Linked DNA regions of Mus musculus: region 1 is linked to region 2. Evidence: chromatin contacts called from public HiChIP or PLAC-seq data. All regions are on one chromosome and are shown on one strand. Each heading gives the region's core, a stretch centred on a gene start, on an enhancer-like site or on the middle of the called end of the contact. The rest is flanking DNA. Distances are from core to core; before and after follow the strand shown. Region 1 overlaps Gm35239 (a long non-coding RNA gene). Region 2 has its middle 32 kb from the start of Gm40423.

Region 1 (5,101 bases), core at 702-3,201, 300 kb before region 2:
TTATTTTGCCCCTGTTGGCTTTCTCAGCTGTGCACAGGAGCAGAAACCAGAAACCTTGCATTTAATAGGTATGTATGGCGTTGTATTGATCAGGGCTGGTTAATACTTTTTTAAACAAATAGTTTTAAATTTTATTTTGATTACATTTATTTACTTTATGTTGGGAGGGGAGAATACATAGATGTCATGGCGTGAGTGTGGAGGCCACAGACAACTTGCAAGAATAGGTTCTCTTCTTGCACTCTGTGGGCCCTACGGAGCTTTGCCCACTGATCCTTCTAGGTAGTCAAGGCTTGTTTTACTTTTAAAATCTTGAAACTCAATAAAGAGAACAAACAGTTAGAAGAACTATACAGAATTTTGCTAATCGGCATTTCTAGATTGTTCCTGCTCATAAACAAAGCAAAGTAAAGAAGACAATAAGCAAAGACCATCAGTCTGGAATCGAAAGACTATATCATACATCTACAGTGTTCAGAAATATGGCTTAACTACTGGAGTCATGAATAATTTCAGTGCTAGGAATTGAATCTGCGCATGAGTGGGCACGTTAGCTCTGAGTTATAGTGCCAGGCCTGGATATAGGTCTTGGTGGTTGTCTCCCCTCTTGTTAGGTAGATAACAAGACCCTTAGTATTATTAGAACTGGAAAATGTCCTTCTGATGCAAATTTACAAAGTCTCCCCTTCCTTCCAACGAAGAGCAGGGTACATACTGGCTGGAAGCAAGTTTTGTAAGAGTTGCGTACCCATGCACAGACAGTCCTCTACCCACCAAAATCATGACTTTCACCACATAAATGCAAGTATTATATCAAACTTCTTACTACCCAGTTCTAAATAAAAGGAAGCCCACTTTCAGTAAGGAGAAAGCAGATATAATACATCTTTTTCATATTTCTTTATCTTTTCATAATAGCCAATTTGTATACCATTATCTCGCTGACACCCCCCCACACACACACACACACACAGGGAAGCAGAAATTTTTATTATTATCAATTGGAATGGAAATGCCAGCAAGCAACATTTATGGAGACATTGTAAGGAAGCATTATAATCCCTGGCTCAGCCAGTGACTTTTAACAGAGAATAGCAATGTGAAAGTGTCAGGGAGAGAGACAGCATGCCACAGCAGGGTTGGCTATTACCTTATCAGGAAGAGGACACGGCAAATAGGACACAGTGACCATCGTTTCTTTGTTTTATTCCCTCTGGATTCCTTTAAGCATGACTCATTCAAGCTTAGCTCAAGATGAGACACATAGTAGCCTTGGGGAGCTAGTTAGAGGGCCAACTGAGGATCCTGGATACTCCTTATCCACCCTAGTTTAACCAAGCATTGTTGAATATAGGTATCTTATCCCCCACTGCAAAGAGGATTTGTATGTGTATCTTAGATTGCAACTGCAGGAAACAAGAAAAGAAGACCTTGGATGTGACACCAATGCCATATTTTGCCTGCATTCTCTAGAGGACTGAAGATTTCTGCATTTAGGGTGTCCTGGTTTGCTTGTTTGGTTGGTTGGCTATATGTTGTTGCTGTTGTCCCCCTTCCCCCTTCCCCCTTCTCCCTTCCCCCTTCCCCCTTCCCCCTTCCCCTTTCCTCCTTCCCCCTTCCCCCTTCCCCTTTCCTCCTTCACCCTTCCCCCTTCCTTCCCCCTTCTTCTTCCCCCTTCTTCCCCCTTCTTCCCCTTTCTTCCCCCTTCCCCTTCCCCCTCCCCCTCTTTCTTCTTTATCAACTTGACACATATTAGAGTTATCTGGACAGAAGAACCTTAACTGAGGAAAAAAATGTCTCCATCATATTGGAAGCCTGTAGGCAAGTCTGTAGGGAATTTTCTTGATTTTGGCTGGCATGGTGCCACCCCTGGAGAGGTGATCCTGGCTTATATAAGGAAGCAAATTAAAAGCACCAGAAGAAGGCAGCAAGCATTAGTCTTTCAAGGCCTGAGTCCCGGTTCCTGCTTTAAGTTTCTGCCCTGACTTCTCTTAGTGATGGAGTGTTTACCTGGAAGTGGAAGCCAAACAAACCCTCCCCACACCGAGTCGCCTTCAGTTGTGATTCTATCACAGAACTGGAAACATAACTGAGAAATGGTACCTATCAACATCTCTCCATATGACTGCAGATGGGGTGATCTTAATATCGTCTACATCCTCACGTGGCCTTACTTCTCAAAAGAAATTTAAGTAGCAATATGTAAGTGGTTTCATGCATTCTATATAAGAAACCTTCAGTGTGCCTTTCTGCACAGAGGATGGATCTAATAATGGAATTACCGATTTGCAGGAGTTTGGACCTATTTATCAATCATTTTCTCCTTGGAAAGCATACTGGAGTGGAAAGGGGTGTGAAATCTGACAGACACAGGAAACTTCCTCCTCCCAGGAGACTTTTAGAGAGGACATCAACAGTCAGTAAGGCTAATAAATAACGCAAGGGTGGGGGGTCAGAATCTAAGTATCTGGCATTGCAGAAAGGGCACCAAATTTGGGACTTGCCACACTAACAATACGCCTAAAGTATGTTTTATTCTTCTAGGGTAAAACATTATACTTGCCAAGGATTAAACACAGAAATATTTAACTTGGGGAAGATTGTATTCTTTTTGCTATTCCCTAGATAGAAATACTAAGGTCTATTTTCAAATTCGGTTGGTTTTGAGATCAATGATGGCTTAGTTAGCAAGAAAATAAGCTATCCAATAGACAGACGGCTAAGAGAAGCCCACCGAGGTGAAACCGTGATCCCTCTTGCCATCAGGTGCCAAGGCCCTGCAAGCAAAGCTGGGGAGAGCACAGACCTGCTTATCCCAAAGAATATTATCAGAGCCACGTCCCTGAGACCTTTCAGGACCTTAGCTCCCGGAGAAGCTGTGACTGTGGTCCCAGCACAGAGGTCTGTGAGCAACTCAGAGCTTCACAGATCACTACACTAAACAGCAGGAGGCCTTGCTGGGAGAAGTGAGGCCTGAGAAAAAGCCACGTGGATTGTTGGGAATCCTCAGACACACCTCAGCCTGATTACAAATCTTGACTCCAGTCCTAGACCTGAAAGATGCCAGATAGAGGGGGAGAGGGGGGAAATTAAATTCTGAGAAAAGCCTCAGTTTCTGCCATTCTGGAGATAAAGAATAAGACACATAACAGATGGGATGGGGCAGGGCAGAGGATTTAATAAGAGTCACTATTGGATTAGGTATTCATTTGATTGAAACCAGCCTATGCGGGGCAGAAACAGATGGAAGCCATGCTGTGCTGACTTCTCATGCTTCGGGGGACACAGCACTTCTGTGTGGACAAAACTGATGGGGCCTTACACGCACGTGCGGTGGAGAGAAGCACCCCAATGGGTGAACTCAGCTGTGGGGGCTGTGGCTCCACAAGTCAGTGTTACAAAGTCAGGGCCAAAGAAAGAGCCGCTTAACAACTGTACAAATGTAATATTGCAAAGTTTAAAAAGATCCTGACCTACCAAAGAGACAATCGGAGAGAAAAGAGACAGCCCATAAAATGGAAGATGATCTCTGCCAAATATTCATCTGACAGTAGATTCATATCTAAAATGTATAAAAACTTAAAAAAAATGAACGAAAGGATAAATAATATACACAATAAACAGATTGGAAAATGGAATGAACACTTTTTCAAATGAAGTATAAATGGCTAATAAATGCATAAAAGAAGTCCAACATCCTTAGCCACCAGGGAAATGCAAATCAAAATCACACTGCAATTCCATTTTTTCTTTTATTGAAAATAGTTTTTTCTCATACTCTATATCCTGATTAGGGTTTCCACTCCCTCTACTATTCCTAGTTCTTCCCCAACTCTCCTCCAACCCAGATCCAACCCTTCCTCTCCCTTTCTCTCATTAGAAAACAAACAGGCTTCAAAAGGGTAATAATAAAATAATAAAACTAAAACTAAAACACCAGAATAGGACAAAACAAATAGGCGGAAAGGAGCCTTAAAAAAAGGCACAAGACATAGATAAGACACAGAGACCCATTCGTTTGCACATTCAGGAATCCCACAAAAACACTAATCGGGAAGCCATAATATATACACAAAGAACCCGCGGGTTAAAAAAAGAAAGATAATAATTTAAAAATGTAAATAAAAAATGTTAAAAGTGCTAACTTCCATTTTCTTCCATGGAGTTTGCTTTCTGTCACTATCTACAGGTAGCTGCATGCGCTGCCGAACTTCAAGAGTAGTTTGTTTCCCCCGTGAGACTCCATTGGAGGAAAGTAAATTTTCATTGCAAGTGGTTATCAGTTAGACACAGTTTCTGGGTTAGGAATGGGGCATGTGCCCACTTCTCCTTTTAGCTCCAGGACCCCAGCTGGTGCAGACCTGTGCAGGCTCTGTGCTTGCTGCTTCAGTCTCTGTGAGTTCATTGAGCATTCTTCATGTTGATTTAGAGGCCTTGTTTTCATGGTGTCCTCTTCCCCCTCTGGCTCCTACACTGTTTTCAGCTTCTCTTCTTCAGGGTTTCCCCAAGCCCCAAGGGGAGGCATTTGATAGAGATGTCCCACTTAAGGCTGAGTGTTCCAAGGTCTCTCACTCTTTGCATATTGTCTGGCTGTAGGTCTGGTATAGGTTTAATCTGTCCCTATTTGCCTGAGAGACTCACAAGTTGGAATCAGCATTAGTAAGGGGTGCTCCTTCCCTTACTAAAGCATGTCAATTTAGATGGTGTTTTATACTTTCCCATCGGTGTAATCTACCACCAAAATGGTTTCTACTCTCTGATTATGACAAACACATTTGAGGCCCTGTACTTTCCCATCAACTTACTCCTTACTCTCAGTTTGCCTTTTCTTTCTGCTCTCCTTCTCCATCCCTCTTTCCCATGTCTCCCTAATTTCTTCTATCCGCAAGTGCCTTGCTCTGTCTGTGAGGAAAAGGAATGCAAATCAACTTTTAAGTCATTCAGAGTCTCAGAGGGACAAGACTTACAAGACCACCATTCCTGGTACCACCACTATTTGACATCTTACACAGTATGACTTCATTTAACACACTATTAAACTAACAGAGGTCCCCATCTTTTCTTTCCAATTTACCAAAGGCCCCTCCTAAGAATGAAAGCA
Region 2 (5,170 bases), core at 1,975-4,474:
TTTCCAATTTCAATGTTTAGTGTAGACATGTGCTTTTGCAATCGATTTGCTAAACATCTCTTAAAGTTGGTGCTTTATTTACTAAGTAGTAAATAAAAACACATGCCTGATTTTAATGTTTATAGCAGTACAATAAATAGATGAGTGGACAGATGTTAACCAATTACACCTGGTCCATCACTTTCCAAATGATACACACATCAGAAGCTCTGGCAGTACAGTTTAAGGAACCAGGTGGGCTGATTTCCTTTGTGGTGTGAGAAAAATTCATTCTGTGATTTATTCTTTCCTTTCATAAAAATTGTTTGGGTGTGAAAAGGGAGCCTTAGGAACAATTCCTTTGCGAGTGGCTACCCCTTGCATGCTTGTTCATCTTCCCAAACCATGGCCTCTGTCTTCTCTCACAGTACAGATAACACCATTTTGTAGTTCCACCTAGGGTTGGTCTTCCCTTGCTAGCTGCTCTCTTCACAATTAAGCACACTGAAGCTTTTAATGGCAGAAATAAAGTATAATTTCTTTCATCCTTAAACTAAATATTCTCTTTCCTTATTAAACTTCTTATTCACTGTGAAATTGAAAACACAGCTTTTTCCTGATGACCAGATGGCCCAGAAAATTTAATCACTTCAAACATTCCACACTTCCTCTCCACTAGCATCAATGATGGCAGAACCAAGACACAAACTCCTCATTTGTCCCAGATGCCAATCTCCATTGAAAGACTTTCACAATTATAAAAACCAGATATGCATAAGAAGCAAAGCTGGGAGAGGAAAATATTACTGTAAGCTACACCATAAATCTTTCAGAGAGAAGTAATAGTAAACGAATAAGAGCAATAAGTAAATGTTATAGATTTGATTAATTCAACAAGAATGACACAAAGGCTTTTTTTTCCAATTTATCTAATAAGTCTGTTTGAGTTAAAATTTCTCAAGTTCACATCTAGAACTCCAGAGAGTAGACTAAGGGATTACTGGTGAGCAACACAGGCAATGTACATGGCACCTGAGTCACACAAGGTGAAAGACATAGCTCAGTGGGACAGTTTGATGCTACACATGAAAGATCTCACCGATTGATACCCATTTCTTACTATGGACTATTCCAAAGAATGTAGGTTTGTCATGATTTCTGAGTATAGTTTTCTTTGATAGTTTAACCAAGGTAAATTGATGAACCTTTCTAAACCTGTTCTTCAACCTGAAAATAATAAAATCATGTTGGGAATTATCTCCCTATGATTTACTGGTCAGGGAGACCTCAAAGCCACTGAAACAACAGGCTATTGTCGTTGTCCACCCTAACTGCATGGGAAAACCTTATTGCTAAAGAAACTGCACACTTTGGTTGCAGGACATAGGAACCAATCTTGAATTGACTAGGAAACTCTCTCTCATGGCTGTCTCTCATAGTCCTGGAAATAGCTACTCAGGCTCCTGAAAGAGACATTCATGGTATTACATAACACTGGACCTCATCTGCTGCATACTAACCTTTTAGGCAAGGTGTGCTCACTGGTACAACAGTGGCAAGATAGAGTGTGGGGTAAACAACCACTCTCTTGGTTGGATTTGAGGCCTGCTCCACAGGAAGCAATTCATGTCTGCTACTATAAACACGGTCCGTGACTAGGGAAGTCATAACATGAGTATTGATGTTGTTTCACTAAGTGGTCATGCTTTCGAACATTCTTCCAAATACTTACATTTCATACTCCAAACCTTGGCCAGACAGGCTTTTTAGAGTGGATAGCAGTTCATACAGAGATGTACTACTGTTAGAAGTGATGAAAATAAGCTAATGACCACCTACATCAACCTTCCTCCACAAATGCTCACGGAATACCACAGAGGAGAGGACAGAAAGATGGAAAGGGCTGGAGGATGAGGGACAGAATGCTGGGAAAACCTGTCCTCTGGAGACAACGTGGTTGCGGCATCCACAAACTCGCAGCAGCTATGGTACCTGCACAAGACGTGTAAACTCTCCAACATGAAGTGAGATCCCCACCTCTCCAACCGCTCTTCCCCTAACTGAGGAGCTACTGGCAATTGATAGCTACTAGGAGGTGACAGTCACTTTTCTTTGGGATAGCTCCTGGTAGTTGACCATGCCCCAGTGGATGACCCCCATGCCAATATGCATATTGGATTCACTGGATTTTAAAATTTTTAAATAACAACAACAACAACAAAGAACAGCTCCTGAAGTCGGAGGGAGCTATGTGGTTAGGAAGCCCTGAGGATTGGAGGGAAGACGGGTACATACGATCCAGACACATTCTACACATGTGTACAATTTTAAAATACATGTTAAGTATGATCAACTGCAGAAAAATTAACCACACGAAGAGGAAATTCTGTGCATAATTTGGTCTCTCCTATCACCAAGAAGTCGATTCCCTCTTTCTCCTCAGACAATTTTAGTGCCCTTAGTTAAGTGGCAACCAGTAACTCTATTATTACTTTAAATCATAGTCTGTTAGGGCTCCTAGGATTTGTCAAGAGGAACTGCTTTGAAACCAGGATTTTTATTAACAGAGCTGTGAAGTGAAACCAAGACCAAAGGGTTAGCACCCAGTCCATGTTTAAAAATATGCACTTAGAAATATGTAAATGAGCCACAGCCCCACTTGTCTCTACAAGCCAGGGATGCAACAACATCCTTAGAAGGCCAGCCGTAAGGCTGTCATTCTGAAATAAGATGACACAGGCCCTGGCCTTGGGGCTGAGGTGACACATCTTCCCAACATGGCATTACTCCTGTGCTGTTCCGTATCCATGAGGCCGGTTTACTGTGATCCTTCACTTTTGAGAATATAACGGAAACTGAATCCTGAGATAGATAAAGAAGGGTTGTATATATGAAAATTCCTGCTAAGGAAAGATAGCCTTCCTGGGCAATCACTCACTGATTCAAAACAGAGAAACTTCCTTCTTCACAGAACACAGACATACTAATCATGGGCTTGGATGGGTTTGCTTATTGGTGATGTCATGGGTAATGTTTATTACGGAGGAGACTGGATAATGGTACTGCTGGAGCCTGAAGATGCCAGTGAGGACACAGAGGATGCTTCATCCTCCTCCAAAACCCACCGAGACAGGAATTCAAAGCACGGCACCTTTCTTGTCAGTAAGAGAAACACTGGAGTGTGCACCTCTAAGGTCCTACAGGTTCCTCTGCAACAGCGAGTAAATGGGGAAGGAGGGAAGACCTCAGAGTTTAGTTCCCAAAATAAACTTTATGCAATCACAGGAAGCATTTAGATCCTTCCCCACGTGTTCTGCTGGAAAAAACAAAAAACAAACAAACAAACAAAACAAGACAATCTGAGCCACAGGAAACAACACAAATTCAAGAAAACCCCAGTGGGATGAGAGGGTCCTCCAAGTGGATGTCAGAGTCCCATAAATGAGGAAAAGGCCAACAGATGTGCAGACTCAGCTGCTCCAGTAAGTCCCCGACTTATTCTCAGTGACAATGCCATCTGAGGATCTCAAAAAAAGGACAGGGGTCACACACACAACGTCGCTCTCAATATCTGGGTACATACAGCTAGCTCCGGCTTCATTTCAGCAAAACAAGGAAGTGTGAGGTCAACTATAATGTCAGACATATAGGAGAAACAAGAGCTGAGAGGTGCAAGGTGTGAGTACTAGCCATTTTTATAAAAGTCACTAGAAAGGCATGTGTGTCAACATTGATGGGTCAAATTAGGAAAAAGACCCAACAATTCTATAATGTGTGAAAATCCATATCATAACAAATAGTAACTGGAAAGAGGCGATGTTTATAGCGTGCTGTGGCTGAGATGTGTCCCTAGGTTGCAGCTCAACCCAAAAGTAGAGTCTTAGTCAGATGAGTAGGACAACAGACCTCTGTCATCGAGAATTGCATTAATGTCTTTATAAAACTGGCCTGAGGATCAGAGAGATGACTCAGCAGTTAAGAACACAAACTGCTCTTCCAGAGGACCTGAATTTGGTCTCCAGCACCAACATCTGGCCACACACAATAGCCAGTATCTCCCGTTCCAGGGGATCTAATGCCTCTGGTCTCCTCAGGCAACTTCACGAAAATGGTGCATATGAACTCATGCATACGTGTGCATGTGCACGAGCACGCACACAAGCATGCACGGACACACACACACACACACAGAGATCTCTAAAAATAGAAGCCTGGCAGGATTTATAATGCACAAGTTATGAAATGAGTCTATGTGCCCAACAATGGATGAATGAATAGAGTATAGTATGTATCACAATTGAGCATTTTTAGTCATAAAGAGCAGAATAATGTCACTTGCAGGAAAATGAAACCAGAAATCATTACGTTCTTTTAAAAAGCCAGATTCAGAAAAACAAATATCATATTTTCTTTTATATCCTGACTCTAGGTTGAGAGAGAGAGAGAGAGAGAGAGAGAGAGAGAGAGAGAGAGTTAGACAGAGAGAGACACAGAGAGAGACAGACAAGATGAGGAGGTCAGGATATAACTGTGGTATGTGCTTGCCTACAATGCATAAAGCCCAGGTTAGTCCCCTTACCACACAAAAGCCAGGAATGGTGGTACAAGCCTGCAATCCCAGAATGTGGAAGCTGAAGACAGGAGATGGCAAGTTTGAGGCAAGATAGGGCTATATGAGACCCTATCTCAAAAAAAATTCAATGAAAATATTTTTTAATAACCCACTAAATCCAATTAGCACTGTCAATGTGTATAATGGCATGGGGCCATCAACTGGAGGGAAACCTACCGTCCTCAAAGAAGAACCATTTCCTGTTTCAACAGGTATTTATTGCCAGCAGCTCCTCAGTTAGGGTCAGAGCCCAGAGAGTGCCTTCCCCGGTTTTTATGTCAGAATTTTGGTTGGTTTCATCTTGTGCAAGTGGTAGTCACAGCTACTCTGAGTTCATGATAATAATAGCCAGATGTCTAGGGGTGGGGACACTTAGGGGGAGGTGTATTAGGCAGGAAATGGGAGGGGGTGGCTGGAGAGGGATTTAAAAAAATCTAATTGTAAATATGTATGAAAAAGAATTTACACACACTGTTTAAAAGACATGAAGACCGAAAGAGAACTTTTAGGAGAAAGGGGAATAAGAGGAGAAGGGAGGAAAATGGAAAGGCAACCGTAAGGAAGGGACACCAAATCCAC

What was found. HiChIP or PLAC-seq counts read pairs in DNA pulled down with a chosen protein or histone mark.
Region 1: a contact with region 2 is called in an H3K27ac HiChIP or PLAC-seq map of microglia, with 4 times the contacts expected there. The contact joins two enhancer-like sites. A contact is called at or near these places in 1 of 15 datasets of contacts at CTCF or cohesin (the NIH/3T3 cell line) and 1 of 115 datasets of contacts at active chromatin or transcription factors (microglia).

Annotation. Positions count from the first base shown.
Region 1 is chr12:52,621,746-52,626,846 of GRCm38.p6, reverse strand. The region is part of intron 2 of Gm35239 (a long non-coding RNA gene); the gene reads right to left. Among named protein-coding and RNA genes, the nearest start is that of Gm23296, 20 kb to the right of the region's middle. Within about 2 kb of position 1,951, at least 20 of the 459 cell types and tissues checked have an H3K27ac peak or open chromatin away from gene starts, as enhancers often do. A contact at or near this core is called in microglia, where this site is marked.
Region 2 is chr12:52,326,300-52,331,469 of GRCm38.p6, reverse strand. No RefSeq gene overlaps it. Among named protein-coding and RNA genes, the nearest start is that of Gm40423, 32 kb to the left of the region's middle. Within about 2 kb of position 3,224, at least 5 of the 459 cell types and tissues checked have an H3K27ac peak or open chromatin away from gene starts, as enhancers often do. A contact at or near this core is called in microglia, where this site is marked.